2 separate regions of the Mus musculus genome follow, and region 1 is linked to region 2. A link is a contact called in public Hi-C data. All regions are on one chromosome and are shown on one strand. The core of a region is the stretch at or near the end of the contact, and the rest is flanking DNA. Distances in the headings are between cores, read along the strand shown. Region 1 overlaps Ptprm (protein tyrosine phosphatase, receptor type, M). Region 2 overlaps Ptprm (protein tyrosine phosphatase, receptor type, M).

The links. A called contact is a pair of places that touch in the nucleus more often than the background predicts.
Region 1: a contact with region 2 is called in a Hi-C map of uterus, with 2.9 times the contacts expected there. The contact joins two enhancer-like sites. A contact is called at or near these places in 8 of 484 Hi-C or Micro-C datasets (cortical neurons, liver, nephron progenitors and 1 more) and 1 of 115 datasets of contacts at active chromatin or transcription factors (fibro-adipogenic progenitors).

What each region holds. Positions count from the first base shown.
Region 1 is chr17:66,860,800-66,863,849 of GRCm38.p6, forward strand. The region is part of intron 14 of Ptprm (protein tyrosine phosphatase, receptor type, M); the gene reads right to left. It also overlaps the pseudogene LOC115488805. Among named protein-coding and RNA genes, the nearest start is that of 1700016K05Rik, 150 kb to the left of the region's middle. Within about 2 kb of position 1,737, at least 9 of the 459 cell types and tissues checked have an H3K27ac peak or open chromatin away from gene starts, as enhancers often do. A contact at or near this core is called in uterus, where this site is marked.
Region 2 is chr17:66,755,884-66,758,973 of GRCm38.p6, forward strand. All of the region lies in intron 18 of Ptprm (protein tyrosine phosphatase, receptor type, M), which reads right to left. Among named protein-coding and RNA genes, the nearest start is that of 1700016K05Rik, 43 kb to the left of the region's middle. Within about 2 kb of position 1,553, at least 28 of the 459 cell types and tissues checked have an H3K27ac peak or open chromatin away from gene starts, as enhancers often do. A contact at or near this core is called in uterus, where this site is marked.

The DNA.
Region 1 (3,050 bases), core at 487-2,986, 110 kb after region 2:
AGTGGGTACAAAGTTCCTAGGCACTAAGTAGGCAGCTCTCGGTTTCTAGTTTAGAGTTCAGCATGTTCCTCAAGTCCTTTGTACTGGGACTGGAGAGTATGGCTCTATGAATAAATTTCTGCACAAAGAACTTTCTGGAAACAGAGCCATGATACTTTAATGGTCTCATTTTTTTCCCCACATGTTGTCTATCCATCATGGCCACCTTTCTTATAATTACTTTTCTATCAAACTCAAAACTCTGTTGGATAAAGTACGTGGCATATTTGGACCAGGCTATCTTGGTTCTTTATGTGGCTGTGATGGGTGCTGCTAGCTTTTGAAAGAGACAAACTAAGTCCCAATGGCATAACTTGTCAGTGTGTGTATTTTGTGTGAAAGAGGGATATTACCAGTGCAGTTGGTTGGGTGAGTACAGTGGCATCAAGAGGAGGTGGCCCATGAAGTTTCAGTTTCAATGGAAGATTCCTAATGTAGGCTGAGCTGTAGGATCCACACACATAGAATATAGGGAAAAGATGAAGGCAGCTGGCAATGAAAGTCCATTTCCAATGGCCTCCTTAGGGAGGCATGTGACATGACATCATAACCGAGTATCCAATGTTGATACTACTCAATCGTGTAGGGTTAGTACGACCTGGTGCTTTTCCTACTACGGTTTCCATTAGGAGACAAAACTCAAAACTCTGAGACAAGATAGGAAGCACGGAGCATTGCAGGAAGACAAGCCAAAGCACAGTGCCATGTGGAAGAGCACCCTGAGGCTGGGGTATGCCATGCTTGCTATGGAGGTGGGCAGCTCTTTCCCTCCTCACCTTGCCGTGTAGACAGCTGCTGGGCTCTGCCACCAAGGAGGCACTGATCCCTCATCTCCATTCTGAGACTTTAATTGCAGCAGGATGCTGCTGCCAGATGCTAACTGGCTGTTGTTCTCAGCCTCTCTGTTCCCCACATGTTGGGCTCCGACTGTGAGCATTCCCTGAGTCTGCTGGAGAGGATCCTGTGGGGGGAAGGCATCTGGCTACAGGCTGTGGGACAGCTTACACTCATTTCAGCTGACCACAGCTCACATTGGGTAAGAAAATCCTTAGCTGACATTAAATCATAGTTTTTAAAGGCCATTGGGAGATACAGCTGGTTTGTTGACTCTTCTGAAAAGCATATAGCTAGAAAGGCAGCAAATAACATGATCTCAAAGTCTTCCAAGTCTCTGGAAGAGAAGTCAGCTGTCTTACCATATTACTCCATAGCTTTCCCCCCACACAACTTTCTAATTAAAACTTCTCAATTCCCTGTTGCTGGTTTGCTGTTTTGTTTTTGTTGTTGTTGTTGTTGTTGTTGTTGTTGTTTTTTGTTTGTTTTTTGTTCGTTTTTTTGTTTTTGCTGTTGTTATTGTTGTTTTTTGTTTTTTTGTGCTTGTCTGCCTGCCTGCCTGCCACGGCCAGCATTAAGTGTCTCAAGGGGAAGTGGCTGCCTGTCGGAAAGCCAAAGCTTTGAGGAATATGTGAAGGAGCTAGGGACTGGCTCTTAGGATGGGTGTCATGGCCAAACCAGACTGCATTACTCCTTATGAGGGCAACAATATCACCATCATACGTGGGAGCACTCTGAAGATGACGTGGGTGTCTCGTGCCCAGCTGGGGCAGTTTGACAAAACTATAGCTGATTGCAGAAGAGCTCAGCTGGTCTCTATCTTGTCGTCACAGATGGTCCCCTGGTCCAGCAGCAGCAGTGGGATAAGAAGGAAAGCACAAGAGGAGAGCTGAGGACTGGGAGGTTGGCTGTGTCATGAACAGTGTCACCTGCACTCAGGTCTGTGAGGTGGAGTGAGGGCTTCATCAGCCTGGACAGGAGTTAGCTTCAGGTCGGAATGAGCTCAGCTCAGTGAGCAGGTTGCAAGTATCCACACTGCTTCTTTTCATTCATTCTATTTTTCCTGACTGTGCTCAATTACCTTCATCACAAACACTTTACATGAAACCTATCTCGGAGTGTTGATTGCCCTAGGATAGCTAATAAGTCAACATGTATGTGCTAATTCATTTAAAGAAAAAAATCTCAATTCTATGGAAGGAAAATATGTTTACCTAACTCCCTTCCCCTTTCGTTAGCCACTGCTAATTAGTATTCTCGATCTCTCCTGCACCTCCCTCCTTCTCTCCTTTCCCTTTCTCTCTGTAAAAATATGTGTACATATATATGTATGTATGCACGCATGTGTCTTCACTGAAACATATAAAATTTCTAGGCACGATTACTATCCTTAAACACTACGTCAGCCTGATGGAAACACAGGCTGCCCCGCCATTAGAAGAAATGTGAAGTTCAGTGTTAGCTGCAGGTCTGAGACAGGCTGGACGCAAACATGGAGTTTGAAGACTGGCAGACTTTGGAACATTTAGATGCTGGGTTTTTGGACACAGAGTCTCATCTAGAGAAGCCTATTCATATATTATTCTAACGCTTCCCTTTCCCCCAAATCGACTTCTGGTTCCAAGAATTCAGATAAAAGCCACATAACCTGTAATAGTCTCAAATAAGAAAAGAATGATTGTTAAAGACCATTTAGCATAAGGTTAATTATTTTTATTGTATGTGCCTGGGTGTTGTGAGGGTGCACCATGTGTGTGCTTGGTCTCCAGGGGAACCAGATGAGCACCTCAAATCCCTATAACTACTCACAGCTGGGAGCCAACAGCTGGGAGCTGGGAACAAGTCCCCGGGCTCCTGTGTGCTTTCAACCCCTGAGCCAGCTCTCCAGGCTTGCTCCGAATGTTTTTGTCTGCTTTTAGTTTTCTTTATCTGAGCTCTCGCATGGCATCTTAAGTCTTCTAAGCCTCCTTTAACCTACAGTGGTTGTCCACTTTCAAAAAAATTGCCGAGAGTGGAGTTTAGGTATTCCACATGCTCTCCCCTCAAGGTAATGGATATGCTAATTAGCTGGATCAGCCATTCCACAATAAATACTTATTTCCAAGCATATATGATACAAACTTTAGTCATTAAAACTTTTAAGATACTACTAACCAACCAACCAACCAGTCAAGCAA
Region 2 (3,090 bases), core at 303-2,802:
TTCTCATGAGGGCTACTTAAGATCTGTTAACTGGGTGATTTTTTTTTTTTTTGATAGATTTTCTGTTTCACAGCTTGATTAGAAAAATTTCCAATGCCTGTTTGATTAAGAACAAATTCTCATTTAGTAAAATTCCCTTGCTTGCACGATAAAGAGTAAATGCCTTTATGTGCTCTAGAACAGGGTTTGGACCCCCCACTCACCCATATCGTTTAACCCTCACTTTCCCATTCCAACCACCAACTTTTCCTCAGTTCCTCATACTCATTGTGGCAGTATAATAGGGTTGTTACCGATCTATCCTGTAATGTTCTGTGCTACATCTTCAGAGAGGCCTTCCCCCACATCTCCAAATAAGTCGGTCTCCACAGTTCAAGTTTCAACTGAATCATGTACCATTGGATATGCCCTTAAAGTATATCCCGCTCCCCTGGGTAATCAGATAAAATCATTTAATTTCTTCCACGGCTCCCCCAACTCCTGCCCTGCGACTGTTGGGTTCGAAAGAGTAGAGAGCCTGTCAGGTTTGTCGCTGTAGCCAGCCCAGTGTCTCATGCCTGAAATTTCCCTCCCACCTCTCTGCTCTGGCCACACTGGCCTCCTGCTCTCACCTGGCATTCACTGCCCACAGTGGATACTTCATCCTTTGCTTCAGGTTCTGGCCTGCATCGTGCCCTCCCAGAAGGACCTCCTGGATCACATTCTGAAACCTGAAGCTCTTGGCCGGCGCTATCGTCCTCTTTGCTGTTTTCTGGCTCTAGCATCTCTCTGTAGTGAGCACTCTACACCATGATATCTCTCTGCAGAGAGCGTGCTACACCATGCTCTCAGTGGCTGCTCAGTCTGCTCCGCAGCTCTAGCACCAACCTCTCTGCTTCCCTGTTTGCTCTGTGACATTTACGACAGCATCGCCTTTCTAGGAAGCATTTGGTAAACGTATGTGGAAGGAGGGATTCCAGCCTGGCTCAGGACCAGGCATGTGGTGGTTAAATATGTATTTCTTGAATAAATGGCAAAAACAGAGAGAGAGAGAGAGAGAGAGAGAGAGAGACAGAGACAGAGACAGAGAGACAGAGAGAGACACACACAGAGAGAGAGAGAGACAGAGAGAGAGACAGTGAGTTAGTTTGCCTGGGAAGTGCCTATGTAGTCTGGCTTGTTCTCTCCACTGTCAGTGTCCCATAATGGGGAGCAGCTGCAGAGGGGCTGCCTCGTTAGCTGGGAGATTTGGTGTTTATCTTTGCTTGGAGTTAATTATAACTGGGAATCGCTGAGAGGATTAGAGGGGCTGAGTCTGTGTGTGGCGGTGGTGGTAATGGCGGACAGAATGCTAGCTTCGATTTGGAAAGGGCTGGCTCAGCAAATTTATAGTGTAAATAAAGGAAAAGTTTAACTTACTTAAGAGCAAAGCCCATAAACAGTTTTGAAGCGCCGTTAACACCATTTTATATGCAAACACTGTTGCGAAACAATGAGCGGGATCATTACCGGCTCTTTTTTATGCTCTTTGGAAAGCACTGCTGAGAATCTCTGTGGTGTGTACACAGACTCCCACAATTCCTCACTCCAGGGGGAGGGACTGTCCCCAATGCCTCAGATCTGGAGGGCACACATCTCAGTAAGGGGAACTGGCCTTTCTGCATTTATATGAATTTTTAGGGATGCAGAATGCCAACCACCTTCTATGCCTACTAAGGATATAAGCATTATACACACATGATCATACATGTGGCTTAGGTTAGACAATGACTCTTATTCTTTCCTCAATTCTTCAAATCTTTGCACATCTTCTACAATAGGTAAGACCTATTTTCATGCATGCACACATGTACACCTGTGCCCACACACAGGCACACACACATTAATGAGGCACTTTCTAGATGGCACTAGTCAGACTATTAGAAAAGCTCTTTAATGGATTCACAGAAATAACTTAGGGAACTCATTCATGGGTGCCTTCCCCAGGGACTCAGCTCTCAGATCATATGGTCTCACACAGAGAAGGGGAAGAGGCTGTTGTCGGGTGCTTCTACGGCTTATGACAAAGGTAGTGGTTTTTCTTTATGGTTGTTTGGTAGGTATTGAAACCACCCTACTTACAGAGTACATCACTAGTTCTGAGGTTCGGGATGTTATAGTTTAGAAGCATTAATAACTAGCAGGTTGTTTAAGTGATCAATATCTCAGGGTATTCCAACCCAGAGCTCTGTAGAGAATTACATGGTTTATATACATGTCATAGTGTAATTATATAATACACAGTCATATAAAATACGCTTGCATAAATAATGAGTTACAAATAGACAAATCTAGAGAGATTTCAGAAAATGTAGCAAACTAGAAGGAAAGAAGTTGTGCAGTGAGAGAAGCTATGTAGTGGGAGAAGCTGTGCAGTGGGAGAAGCTGTGAGGTGGGAGAAGCTATGTGGTGGGAGAAGCTGTGAGGTAGGAGAAGTTATGCAGTGGGAGAAGCTTTATGGAGGGAGAAGCTGTTCAGTGGGAGAAGCTTTATGGAGGGAGAAGCTGTGCAGCGGGAGAAGCTGTGCAGTGGGAGAAGCTGTGAGGTGGGAGAAGCTATGTGGTGGGAGAAGCTGTGAGGTAGGAGAAGTTATGCAGTGGGAGAAGCTTTATGGAGGGAGAAGCTGTGTAGTGGGAGAAGCTGTGCAGTGGGAGAAGCTGTGCAGTGGGAGAAGCTGTGCAGTGGGAGAGGCGTCTGGGTGCTGTGGAGAAGGCAGGAGACTGGATGGTGTGGCTGGAGCAGGGTAGTTTCTGTGTGACATCATCCCTAGAAAGGCACACAAGCAATGCAATCCAGTGGAAATGCTGAGAGAGAGCAAAGAGGAGGTAGAATGGATGGAACCCAGAAATTAGAAAATGCAACATGCCAGGCCACAGGTAGCCATGTCACACAGAGATGCACGCCACAGCCCAGCCTGTGCAGAGCTGGCCACAGTGTTCACCTGAGGAAACTGTTTGAAGCTCCACAATACTGATTTGCTCAGTCTTTCATGGTTTCATTTTAAATAGTATTGTGATTTTTCTAAGCTACATAAAAATAACACAAAAGTAGAGATAAAGAAAATGAACCTTA